Linked DNA regions of Drosophila melanogaster: region 1 is linked to region 2. Evidence: chromatin contacts called from public Hi-C data. All regions are on one chromosome and are shown on one strand. The core of a region is the stretch at or near the end of the contact, and the rest is flanking DNA. Distances in the headings are between cores, read along the strand shown.

The links. A called contact is a pair of places that touch in the nucleus more often than the background predicts.
Region 1: a Hi-C map of the Kc167 cell line shows a contact between it and region 2, with 2.4 times the contacts expected there. The contact joins the promoter of Lrrk here to the promoter of CG4360 in region 2. A contact is called at or near these places in 28 of 107 Hi-C or Micro-C datasets (the Kc167 cell line, the ML-DmBG3-c2 cell line, the OSC cell line and 9 more).

The regions. Positions count from the first base shown.
Region 1 is chr3R:20,633,394-20,640,207 of dm6, forward strand. Lrrk (Leucine-rich repeat kinase) reads left to right here and starts at 2,087. Exons shown (of 12, transcript NM_001275843.1): 1 at 2,087-2,263; 2 at 2,423-2,695; 3 at 2,948-3,107; 4 at 3,170-4,429; 5 at 4,486-6,360; 6 at 6,421-6,814. The coding sequence starts at 2,245. Pi3K92E (Phosphatidylinositol 3-kinase 92E) reads right to left here and starts at 1,339. Exons shown (of 8, transcript NM_169910.2): 1 at 1,226-1,339; 2 at 1-320. The coding sequence starts at 129.
Region 2 is chr3R:20,323,605-20,330,572 of dm6, forward strand. It overlaps CG4360, which reads right to left and starts at 4,399. Exons shown (of 3, transcript NM_142622.3): 1 at 3,269-4,399; 2 at 2,712-3,194; 3 at 670-2,548. The coding sequence starts at 3,932. The coding sequence ends at 2,025. Sirt2 (Sirtuin 2) reads left to right here and starts at 4,861. Exons shown (of 4, transcript NM_001300493.1): 1 at 4,861-5,069; 2 at 5,125-5,216; 3 at 5,273-5,369; 4 at 5,425-6,968. The coding sequence starts at 4,985. The coding sequence ends at 6,311. Orp8 (Oxysterol-binding protein-related protein 8) reads left to right here. Exons shown (of 10, transcript NM_001202323.2): 10 at 1-592. It also overlaps asRNA:CR45800.

The DNA of each region.
Region 1 (6,814 bases), core at 837-3,336, 310 kb after region 2:
GTTCAGCATCTCGTTTTTCCACAGGTTAACCGAAAAGCGCATGCAGGGCGGCTCCGCTTCTTCCGGCGGTGTCTCATACTTGGGCTGGTGGGCCACGTAGGCCAACGCCCGGTTGTCCATCATGTTCATGACTATTTGATCTTCAAGTTCGGATTTTGGATCTGGTGCCTCGGATCTTGAGGATCACCAGCTCCTCCTAATTAGACTTTTCAATGGCCTCTTTCAGGCTACGGAGGCTAGTTGTCCCGCATTTCGCTGGTTACCTTATCAACAGATTGTTGTTTTCAAAGTTTTCCATTTAAATCAGCACGCCAATCTCTCTGCGAATAAATAAGAAGGTGGCGCCGGGTTACTTGAAAGAAAACATATGGCGATATATGTACCGATAATTGTTTTGGTGTCGAATTACGGAAATTACTAAAAATCAACCGCCCACCCGTTGATAAGAAGGCGACCCCTTCCCTTGGCTTTGCCCTCGAGATGATCAGAGATCTGGATAACATCCATTGATGCACTGTAAAACTGAGTTGGTTCTAACCGCCCTTTACCACATGGGATAAAATAGAAAAGCAGCCTCTAAAATCGTCGGTTCTTGTTAATTAAAACAAAAACGCTGACTTTTATTTAGTATGAATCACACAGTCATAAGTTGTTGGCTGGGGGTGGGAGGGGTCAACTTGAAAACAAAAACAAGAATTCAGGGTCAGCCAAGGCGACCTATGAATGCCCTTACGTGTTTTTTTTTGCAATTTTAGGCAGTTGAATGACTGAAGTAAGCAGGATTTATAACGAATTCGATATGGCCGTTGAAAGAAAAGTTTCCATAATGAAAATCTAAGCCATTAAGGCATATTTCAGAGCCAAATGTTCAAATTCCGTGACCGAACGGGTGGAGTTGATACCGCGGAAAGGGTATAAAAAAGTTACGCGGCACCGATGTCTCATCTCTAAGTCGCGATGCCACAAAAATGGAAATTGCAGACAGTCAGAAAAGTCTTGAAAAGCACACGGATTGGCAAGTTTTCATCGAAGTTTCACTTGCATTGTGGCGCAGCTCGTTTGTTTTTGTTTTTTGCTTCCATTTTGGCCAGCCCTCGCCTTTATAGCGATTTTTTTTTGGGTGTGAGCTGCGCAGTTTACGCTGCTCCTTACTTGATTCTCTGCACCGGCACCTTCAGTTGGCCTCTGTCGGCCATTCCGCGGTATTGTTATTTTTCAAACGCACCGTGCAATCGGCTCAAATTTGTGTTCGATTAAGGAATATTAAATTGTTTTTATTTGTATTGTTGAGATCGTGCTGTTAAGCGTCTGTTAACGAACACAGGGTGACTCCTGTTGAACACAGGGCGTTCTAGGCTGGCGCTGGTTAATATCGATAGTGTTTCATTCGATTGTTATATCGATATAGGTTACAGTTGGCATCAGTATTTATAAAATATACACAAATACACGGTGCTAATAAATTCTTGTTCGTAAACAGTCATAACAGGAAATTGCATGTTAAAAAAAAAATAAATAAAAATAATTAACAGTTCCTAAGAATCAAATTCTTTTAGATAAAATCATAGCATACAAAATAAAATTCAACAAAAAGTAACAGTCGATAGTGATTCACTGCTTAACTGATTTAAATAATATCGATATTACTGTTGTTGAGTTGACAAGCAGTGCAAAGTAACAGAAACGATGACCACCTTATCGCGTTTTGGTATTTATATATGTATGCTATCAGAAATGAGATATTTCAGCATCAGTTGGGATTTCAAATATTTCACTTGGGAACAAATTTTTAGATGTGTATGAATAAAAATAATAAATGCGTCTTCCAAATACTTGTTCGGCCTTGTTAAATTAATTTTAATTTATAAATTTAAGCCAATGGACATAAAAATCAATGATTTTGGGTAGATTATGATTTAGTTATTAAGCTGGCTTTAATCTTTGGAGAAAAGTACGAAGCCCCCTGCGTGCGACACTGATTAACAGCATTCACTTGCGATATTTCGGTCACACAGAGCGCTTAACAGCATATCGTGCCAAAATGAGGAGATATATTCTAAAACAGTAAGAGGTTACACTGTTTGTTGACAAAAAGGTAAACAAAGTGAAAATTTCGCAAAATGTGCAAAATAATTAAGTAAGGGTCAGTAAAAGGTGCTACTGGTTAATCGGACCATAACAACTACCCATTTAACACATACCATGCATGACTTGGATATCTCGTGAAGTACACAAACCAAAACAATGAGCGACTCCGACGAAGGTGAGATAACACAACTTTTAGTGAAATTATGCACAATATGCTAGTTTTGCGCAAATTTAGTCAGAGTGCAAATGAGCATTATACGCTTGACTATGCAAATTACCTAAGTGGTGCAATTAAAACTTCAACCAGTTGTTATTGGTTTTTCAACAACACCAGCAAGGGCACAGGGTGACATTGGTGCAATGGAAGTGGGCGCGCAAAAACTTTTTTCAAACAGCCACCCCCCACAGAAGCAACTGGTGCAACCACTGGACCATCCGACACCCACGAAGAGACAAATCAAAACAAATGCCACGCACTCACCCAATGCCACATTCTTGAACAAGTGCAACAGTTGCCGCGCTTCTTGGGCTCCGACTTGCGCAGTGCGACATAAAACGGCCTGGATCAATGACCACAAAAACGTGGCCATCGATTTTCCGCAGTTCAGTTTTTGCTAGCGGCGCGTTCGGTCATCATACCGATGCCAATTAATTTTTGGGGCTTATTCGCACCGATTTGGGTTACATAATGTCATGGAAATTCAGCATGGAACATCCCAAAACTGGAACTGAAACAGCTCTGGAAGCCTGTGACTACTTCGTGGATGAGGTCATTGAGGCATCCTCAATACGGGGTGGGAATTGGTTTATTCCAAAGGTGCTGTGTATTAGTTAACCAAGCAAAACTTATCTTTCACAGATGCCCGCGAGGAAGTGCGTCAGATCAAGCACGGGGAGCTGCGAACGGCAGTGATCTCTGGCGATGAGCGGACTGTGCGGGTGCTGCTGGCAGCTCTTGGAACTGAGCGTCAGATTATAGTCAATATGGCTCCTTCAGGAGCAAACACCCTTCTATTCCTGTGAGAAAAAGTCTTTTAGAATTAGTCCATTTTGAGCCAAACTAATATCGGTCTCGTTTTAGAGCCTGCCAGTCTGGTTACGAGAGCATTACACAGCGATTGCTGGATGCTGGAGCGGATGGTCGCTCCCATGCCGTGACCAAGTACTCACCCTTGTACGCCGCCGTCCATAGCGGTCACTTGGGCATTGCCCGACTGATGCTAGACCATTTTCCAGAACTGATCCAGCAGCCGACTGTAGAGCGCTGGCTGCCGCTGCACGCCGCCTGCATCAATGGACACATCAAGCTGCTGGAACTCCTTATCAGCTACAGTTATCCCGACTACCTCTACCAGACATATCGCGACGAGGAGGGCCAGTGGGAATGGCGGCTCCCCTTCGACGCTAACGCTCATGATGTGACGGGTCAGACGAGTCTGTATATTGCCAGCATCCTAGGAAACAAGCAGCTGGTTGGTGTGCTTCTAAAGTGGCAGCTCCATTGCCGGCGTACGTTGGGCGATTCCGCCAGCTCGGTGAGCACTCCTATTACGCCCACCAGGAAACGTATTTCATTTGGCATTCAGGCTATCATGTCCAAACTGCACATATCTGGAGAGTCAGAAGGACCCGACGACCTAGCTTCACAAGAGTCAACCGAGTGCCAACGGTGTCCCATTAACGTGAATCTGCTATGTGGAGCGGCGAGAGAAACAGCTCTGCTTGCGGCCGTTCGAGGCGGCCACCTAGACGTGGTGCAGTCTCTGCTACAGCACGGCGCAAATCCGAATATTGTAGCCAAGCCAGTTGAGGATCACAACGACCCGAAATGTTGCGAGGAAATATATGGGCTCAGTAATGTCCCCATTGCAGAGGCCTGCAAGCAAAGGTCGCTGGCTATGTTGGATCTCTTGCTTAAGCATGGAGCCCGCGACGATAATGGCACGGCCATTGGAATGGCTATTACATGCGGCGACGAGGCCATCCTGAGTCGTCTTTTGGCCCGACGAGTCCATCCGGACTCAGACTACAAGATCAACAAGAAGGGTCTTCCCACACCAGTGGAGGTGAACGTGTTTTTGCCGTCCACCAGCAACATATCTTACAGTGCTATGTTCCCCAACAATCCAACCATTATTGACTGGCACAGCATGGGCTCCAGTGTCCAGTTGTCTGTTGTAAGGGTTCCCTGGATGGTCAGCGGTGTGTTGCTGCTGAATCCTAAGCTACAGTCGCATCCGCGACTTAATGAGGTTGCTCTGACAGCTATCACGCGAATAGATTTCTCGCACAACGTTCTCACGTCAATTCCACAGGAGCTTTTCCATTTGGTTAGCCTAAGGTTAGTAAAGACAAAGTAATAAGTTTTTCAAGAATTATATTAGTCCTTCATTTAAGGTATTTAAATGTGGCGCAAAACAAGATAACCGATCTACCTGCACCAATAGGCCAGACATATGGGTGTCCGGTACTGGATGAACTCTTTCTACAAGACAACCAGTTAACTACGCTGCCAGCCGCCATCTTTCACCTGCCCGCCCTATCTATATTGGATGTTTCAAATAACAAACTGCAACAGCTTCCCTTCGACCTGTGGCGTGCACCCAAGTTGCGCGAACTTAATGTGGCCTTCAACCTATTGCGGGATCTTCCTGTGCCGCCAATGCAAACTAGCAGTTCGCTGCTGAGCCTAGACAAATTGAATCTGCAATCTTTTGAGGAGCCGCCATCAAACAAACCGCGAAATGTGACTCAGCAACGTCTCACCCATCGCAATCTATGGTCGGCTACTTTGGACATAACCGATAATGACATGAAGTGGCAGCATGAACAAGATTTAGGCGATGGAAAGACAGCTGGTGTGGGCTCCTCCCAGCTAAGTAGCTTAAATATAGCAAATAACCTCTTCACCAGTATCCCCGCTGCTTTGCCCTGTCTGGCTGTAAACCTAACACGGCTGAATATGTCATACAACAGTCTGCGTTCTATGGGACATGTAACCAGTTACCCGGCAACACTTAAGCAGTTGGATCTAAGTCACAACGAGATATCCTGCTGGCCAAGTTTACCGCGAATTACTGAATCGGATCCGCATCTACTGTGCTACAGTTGTGTCCAGCTACCAGAGGGTCGAGATGACGACTACAAGACGGCCTCCTCAAAGGGCAGTAGCTCGTCTGCCACATCGTTTCGCGCTTCGGTGTTAAAAAGTGTTTGTCGGCACAGGCGTCATCTGCGCCTGGAGGCTCTACGCACATTGATCTTGGCTGACAATCTGCTTACGCGCATCCAACTATCAACTGATGACGCCACAACCCTTTTCAATGAAAGTGAGGACGCCGATTGGAGTGTGGTAGGCGTGAACCGGTCTAAGGTGATATTTCCCAACCTGTCTATGCTGGATATGACCAACAATTGCCTGAAGGAGATTCCCGCCTCGTTGCACGAACTGAGCAGTCTGTCAGTGCTGAATATTAGTGGCAACGTCAACATCACGGAACTGCCGCCGCACTTGGGACTGCTGTCGAGACTTTGGAATCTTAATACGCGCGGTTGCCTACTGCAGGAGCCACTGCGCTCTATGATCGAGAGCAAGAAGCACAAGACGATGGACATTGTTGGATATCTTAAATCTATTTACGAAGATGCTCAGCCCTACGCACGGATGAAACTGATGGTGGTTGGTGTGGCTGGAATTGGCAAGAGCACTCTGCTGGACTTACTGCGCCAGGGGGCGGGCTCAGGGTCCAGCTCCAGCTCTCATCGATCGCGCGCCAGCGAAAATCATTGGGCCAAGCGAATGGGACACGCACGCAGCACATCTCGATCTCATCGCCATTCGTCGGCTTCTAGCGCAAACATTTCTACAGTAGGAGTGGACATTGGAACATGGATATGTGAGAAACGAAAGCGAGCACCCGGCTCCCACGGCCCAGTGGTGTTTCGTACTTGGGATTTTGGTGGTCAGAAGGAGTACTACGCCACACATCAGTACTTTTTGTCCAAACGGAGTCTGTATTTGGTGCTCTGGCGCATTAGCGACGGTCACAAGGGTCTGGCGGAGTTGCTGCAGTGGCTTGGCAACATTCAAGCGAGGGCTCCCAACTCCCCCGTAATCATTGTGGGCACACACTTTGATGCCGTTGGTGAATCCATCTCGCCCCAAAAGGCAGAGCAACTGCAGCAATTGATTCGGGAGAAGTTTATCGCCATTCCCGATGCGGAAAAAATTGGGCTGCCACGGGTGATTGATTCCATCGAAATAAGTTGCCGGTAAGTTTTTGAATTATTAATATGACTTCAAAGTCTAAAAAATACCGCTTTGAACTTTAGGACCCTACACAATATCCACTTATTGGCCAACATTATTTACGACACCGCCATGCAACTGCGATCCCCTGGTTCCAAGGAGCCCATGCTACTGCAAAAGATCCCCGCCAGCTACATTGCCTTGGAGGATATTGTGAATGTGATTGCATGCAATCTGCGCGCTGCTGGGCGAGATCCCGTCCTGGATGGTGAACAATATAAGCGCTTGGTCACCGAACAGATGAGATTGCACAACTACAAGAGCTTCCGGGATGCCGCTGAGCTGCAGCAGGCCACTACATGGTGCCACGAAAATGGAGTTTTATTGCACTATGATGATGCTACGCTAAGGGACTACTACTTTCTCGATCCACAGTGGCTTTGCGACATGCTGGCCCATGTGGTCACCGTGCGGGAG
Region 2 (6,968 bases), core at 3,149-5,648:
TGTACATTTGGTCCTACTCAAATGCCTTCGCACGCTGCCAGATATATAAGCCCGACCGAGGCGCGTGGCCAGAACATCCGTTGTGAGAAAGTCTAATCACGAACTATGTCTAGGATTAAGTGTTTGTCTTATGTAAGTCCCAGCAATCCAAGTCTCTCCCGCAGACAAAGTCCATATGCAAATCTCTTCCCTTTTAGCCTTGGGCATTCCTTTCTCAAGATAAAACGTCTGGGTAGGTTAGTTTGTCGGAGATATACATTTATATCAAAATATACACATACGTACGAGTAGATGCACCAGATTTCGTAAAAATTCCAATTTAAACGATGCTACTACAAAGCTAGTTCGCTTTTCCTTTCCTTCGATAGACAGTTAATATTAAATGACACGATTTAGGATGAACGACGAACGAACAATGCTCGAGAGGCTCTGCCCCATAAAGCACCACTTATACACAGTGCAACATACCTTAGAGATTTAATGCGAGAAGTGCTTATAGTAATTACTTTTAGTGTCTCTTATACACGAATTGTTTTTCCTCTTCCCAATACCTGCATACTTAGAATTTAATAAACTCTCCCCATTTCAAATCAAAACAGACGTGTTTTCATCTGGGCAAAGTGGTAATTAATAGCTGCTATCGTTAACAATATAATAAAAAGTATAGTTAAAGTTTCTGTTTGCATGTTTTATTGTTGTTTTTGCTCTTCGCTTCGCTTACATTTACAAGTAGTTTATATATATTTATATATATACTATATATTCTCTACAACATTTACGATCGATCTGTATCAATTCAATTATAGCTGGTTTTACTCGTTTTACTTCGTTCTCCTTATCGATTCACTTAATTTAGGGACTCTTGTGTCTCTCTGTTTTCTAAGTTTTTGTTCTATAAGCAACCCGGTTTTCATTCTTTCGCTCATTAAATGTATTATTGATTATTTATGCGATCGCCATTGCTCCGCGCGTAGTCATTTGAGTAGAAGATGCTGCTAAGTATGCGCTAAGAGTACACTTATATAAATAGTTGCTGTTTTCGATTTCCGTTCGGTTCGGTTGCGATGACGCTTTATGTCGGTTCAGAGCGGGCGGGATTACACATAGTATAGCAATAACTAGTTTTACTTTTAATTAATTTACTTTACTTTGCTGGCGGGCTTAACATTTAACACGACGAGAAAAGCTGAATGAAGCCGATGCTCGGAACTAATTGTTAGGGATCGAGGGATCTAGGGGCATGGGTGACAACAGTTGCATAGGAGGATAGCTGTAGTATGGATCGATTTGATTCCTCAAGAAGCTTCGGTGCTAAAGAAATCCTAATAACTCTTTGACCATTTTACCTTAAAACAAATAATATAACTTGAATTGTATCAGTTTTAAACAATATCAATATTTTTTTTTTTAGTAAGATGTTCCTTGTAAAGGAAATATAAAAGACAACAATTATGCATATACAGGCATAAAAGGTTATTGTGCAAAGTAGGTCACATCTAAATTTATTGTAGTCATTTTCCTTGCCATTCGAAAACAGCAACCAAACTTAAAAAGACGCCGATGATTCATTTACAAAGCTTTGAAAAGCGAGAAATTGATGGGTATTAAAAGATAATAAAACGTTTTAGACTAAATGGCTTTAAAGTGCCTTAAGATACCTTTAACACACCGACTCAAATCGAACCATCATGGGATAGTATAGAGTTTAGGCCTAAACACCCTGTATCATATCATCTGTGGCTTATGCCAACACGGCTAGCCTTAATTTACAATTGGACACGCATGTGGATCAGCTCTCTACGATATAGTTACATACAATTGCGCTCTGCACAGCAGGTAAATAACACTTTCGAGTATATATTCAAATATAGTATTCATGTAATCGTATTCGTATGCCGTATATGCGATCTATAAGTGTATGTGCTATGTGGCATGCATATTGCACTATTCCTCAATGGCTGCTTGACTGGCTGGCTGGCTGGCTGCGGACCTGGATCGCGTTGCGATCTGGATCTGAAGTGGGTCTAGCAGGTGTGCACCCGCAGGTGGTTTTGCAGTGTGCTTTTTTGCCGGAACTGTTTAGGACAAAAGGAACAGTTGTAGGGCTTTTCACCGGTGTGGATCTTCATGTGGTTGTTCAGCGTGGCCACCTGCCGGAAGTTGACCTCACAGATCTTGCACTTGTAGGGCTTCTCTCCGGTGTGCGTCTTGATGTGATTTACCAAGGTGCTCTGCTGTGAGAAGAACCGCTGGCAGACGCTGCAGCCAAACGGCCGGTCCGGATTGTCGCCCTTCAGCATGTTGATGGTGCCCACTACGGTCATCCGGCCCGACGGCGAGCCGCCCGCCTGGAAATGCTCCACCTTGGTGTTGGCCGCCGCCGTGGCCACTACCGAGCTGACCGTGGTGCTGCCGTCGAGGAAATGCAGTAGCGGATGGTGGTCCAGCTGGATGATGTTCGCCGTGCTACCGTGCAGGTTGTTCGGCAACAGGCCACTGGTCAGCTGCTGCGTCCCGGGCGCCAGAGGAGCGGGCATTGAGTGATCCACTGCAGATTGACGGTACGGAGTTGGATTGTTGGATGATTTGTTGAAGTTAGCATGCGTACAAGATTTAAATAAAAGCTTCGTTAGGGAAGAGCGTTAATAATCAATGCACACATGGATAACAGAAAGCGGCTCATTGGTAGGGCGAACACACAAGCGGCTCACCTGTGGCTGTGACGGCGCCTCCGCCGCCTCCTGCTCCACCGACGCCTCCAGGCGCTATCTGATGCGTGTGCGTCTTGAGGTGGTTGGTAAGGGTGCTCTGCTGGCGGAACTGCATGTGGCAGTAGGAACACGTGTACGGCTTGTCGCCCGTGTGGATCTTCTTGTGGTTGGCCAGCGTCGCCAGCTGGCTAAAGGACTTGTCACACGTTTCGCACTTGTACGGCTTAGGATCGATGTGGGTCCGCTCGTGGTTGTGCAGCGTGCTCAGCTGCGGGAAGCGGCGCTTGCAAACGCTACACTGGAACGGCTTCACCAGCTCCTCGGCCGCCGGCGAGCTGTAGCTGCCGGAATACAAGGTCTTTGAGATTTGGACGCGCTGATGCTGCTGCTGGTAGGCCTGGTGCATCTGGGACTTTCGGTGTTTGCCACTGCCCGTCTGCGGCTGATAGTTCAACAGGGAAGTTGGCGTGCTGGACTCCGCCGCTGTTGCCCGTAAGCGAAGCGAGAAATAGAGTTAGGTCATAAGGTCTATTGGGACGATGCGACCACACACTCACCCTTGTGCGTCTTGATGTGATTGATCAAGGTGCTCTGCTGGCGAAAGTCCTTGGCGCAGATGTTGCAGGTGAACGGCTTTTCTCCGGTGTGGATTTTCACGTGGTTGGTTAGCGTCGAGATCTGGCGGAAGGCCTTGTCGCAGTGTTTGCACTTGTAGGGCCGCTCGTCCGTGTGGATCTTCATGTGGTTGCGTAACGTGGTCAGCTGCCGGAACTTGTTCTTGCACACGTGGCACTGTTTCTTCTTGCGCGGATCGTCCACCACCACCTCCTCCTCGCTAATCACGCTCTGCACCTCCTGTTTCATAGGAGAAATGGGCGTGTGGCTGCCCCCGCCTCCTCCGCCACTGTTCGCTGTTGTAGTGGATATGTCCAGCAAATGGACCAGCGGGTGCTGTGGATGGAGCATGGCTTGGTGGGTAGGGTGCTGGATGGCCTGCACGGCGGTGAGTTGATGCAGCGCAAAGGGACTCTGTTGCAGGCTGGCCAGTGTGGTGGGCTGCTGCTGTCCCGAGTTGGGACCCGGTCCAGATCCACCATTACTCCCTCCTCCACCGCCACCGCCACCTCCTCCTCCGCCGCCACCGCCATGGGAGGCTGGCAGTTGGTAGTGCTGATAGTTGGCCATGGCTGCCGTGGCGGCTGTCGCATGGTTCAGATGCATGATATTCGAGAGATATGATCCTAGCGTGGATCTACAGTCTGCCCATCGGCGGCGTTACACAATGGCGGCCACCGACGACCCTCGGCCATTCCCCGCCCCCGCAGTTGCTTCCACTGCGCCGCTCCTTTTGGGGCCTTTTTTGATTTGTTATTTCAGTCGTCTGGTTTGCACTTCTGTGTACTTTTGCTGCGCTGCTGCTGCTTCTTCTTCTTCTCTTCTTCAACACGCTGCTTACGCTTCCACGTAGCGATTGGGAGGGCCTGAATCCGCGGCCACTTTGTCGCGCACTTCCCCACGATCAGTTTCCACCGTTTTCGCTCGCTTTTGGGGCGCTTTCTCCGCCGTTTCTGCAGTTTTTCCAGGCCACGCTCTTTTTGTATCCGTATCCTTATCAAAACAAAAATGACTGGCGTGGTTTTCCAGGGCTGAGCGAACGGGCAGAGCTGCACCCCCGCCGAACATCGAGTAATCGACTATCGGCCGGCCAGGGCTGGTGGCGCTAGAGAGCCTAACACTGGGTGGGTCGATAACAGCTATCGATTATTTGGACACTCCGTGCTGACAATTCAGCTGATTTTAACCTTTCAATTAGTTTATATTCAGATATCAACAAAGTGTAATTGTTATTTTATCTATACTCGATTTTGTAACTTTGCGCCCTTCTTAGCTTTAGTTATTCTATTATTCGGTTCCTTTTTGTTTAATGAGTCATAATATGTTCTAACCGTTACAAACACATATTTATTTGCGACCCTTAATAAATCGCTGTTAAATAAAAATCTTTCATTGATAGGCTACTTAAAGTAATTATAATATTTTGGTTTGCTCGCACAAATTTGATTTTAAAATCTAAATCAATAAGCAATGAAATTAAAATTCTAGCTTTTTAATAGCTGTTAGAGATAACTTATTCGTTAGCCTAAACCTATCGATAGTTGTCAGAACTTGTTTTGCTTTTTACGTTAAAACAAAACGCAACATAAACAATTGGGAGAATTCATCACACTATCCTCAGATTTACATACTTTCACCGGAAGGTGAATCTGTTTACCATGGGCGACATCGAAGTAAAGAAGGAGGAACAACCGACGACGCCCTCCAATTCCTCGTCCAGTGACGACGACGAGGAGGCCCCAGGCTAGTCTAAATAGTTAGGTCTTTACTGTCACTCATTAATTGAATTGAATTCTAGACGACACAATGGATAAGGTTCGACGCTTCTTTGCAAACACTCTACATCTCGGCGGCTCCTCGGACGCAAAGGAGGAAGTTAAAGTAGAGAAGGTGAGCGGAGCACCCGATAATTTGATTATCATATTGATTAAATCGCAAATTTGCAGGTTATTCCAGATTTGAGTTTTGACGGCTTTGCCGAACATTGGCGTGTGCATGGTTTCCGCAAGATTGTGACCATGGTGGGAGCCGGCATATCTACATGTTGGTACATTCTATATACCATTGTAAAAACTTACTAAGTTATCGCCATTCCTAGCTGCTGGCATTCCGGATTTCAGATCCCCAGGTTCCGGGTTATACAGCAATCTGAAGAAGTACGAGCTGCCACATCCTACGGCCATATTCGATCTGGACTACTTCGAAAAGAATCCAGCGCCGTTTTTTGCACTGGCCAAGGAACTTTACCCTGGATCCTTCATTCCCACGCCGGCCCACTACTTTATCCGTTTGCTTAACGACAAGGGACTACTGCAGCGCCACTACACCCAGAACATAGACACGCTAGACCGGCTTACTGGCCTGCCCGAGGACAAGATCATTGAGGCCCATGGCAGCTTCCACACCAACCACTGCATTAAGTGCCGCAAGGAGTACGACATGGACTGGATGAAGGCGGAGATCTTCGCCGATCGTCTGCCCAAATGCCAAAAGTGCCAAGGCGTTGTTAAACCAGACATTGTTTTCTTTGGCGAAAACTTGCCAAAGAGATTTTACTCCAGTCCTGAAGAGGATTTCCAGGATTGCGATCTGCTGATCATCATGGGCACATCGTTGGAAGTGCAACCGTTTGCTTCACTGGTGTGGAGACCAGGACCACGTTGCATTCGCCTCTTGATCAATCGCGATGCAGTGGGTCAGGCCAGCTGTGTGCTCTTTATGGATCCCAACACGCGATCGCTACTCTTCGATAAGCCCAATAACACTAGGGATGTGGCCTTTCTGGGCGACTGTGATGCTGGCGTAATGGCTCTGGCCAAAGCCTTGGGCTGGGACCAAGAGCTGCAGCAGCTAATTACAAGTGAAAGGAAGAAACTGAGCGGCAGCCAGAATAGTGAGGAGCTGCAACAAGGCAAAGAGAAACCGCAATCGGACCCGGATAAGATGACTTCGGGCGATAGGGACAAGAAGGATGCTTCGCTTTAGACCCTAAGATTAGTTAGTAACATCCGTAGTTAATTTGTAGTTGAATTGTGCAATTTGTTTACATGTGGATTACGTGTATAAAGCGGACAATGCCAAGCGCAGGCATTGCTGGCTAATACCGCGAGCTTTCTTTCTCCTCCGTTTCCGGCATTCAATTATTCAAGTGCCATTTGTGAGCCATTAGCGTGTCCCTTTTGGCCGGGCCACCATAAACCGCAAAAACTGATTGAGTTGCTCTGCCGTTTCCGGCGCACAAAAAGCAGCAAACCGCCAACAAAGGTTAACTCTCGACATGTTTCTGTTTCGTTTTCTGCTCTGATCCGGGCTTGGCTATGGATTTCGATGCTGGTGTTGGTGTTGGTGCTGATGCTGATTTCGATTCAGTTACAGCTGCCCAGCCCCTCGACATGGCTCGACCGCTGCTGTGGGCGTGGCATGTGGCATTCTAACTGCCTGTTTGTGTGGCTTACACGGATGCTGCTCCTGCTCCTGCTCCTCCTCCTGCTGCTGCTGCTACTGCTGCATCAACTTAATGACTCGCAATCTGTCCTGCAGAAGCACACACGCACAAAGCGAAAGAGACACACACGGTAGACCGGTAATGAAGCTTCTGCGGTGAATTGGCCAATAGAAAATACGTACGGGCAGGACTAATTA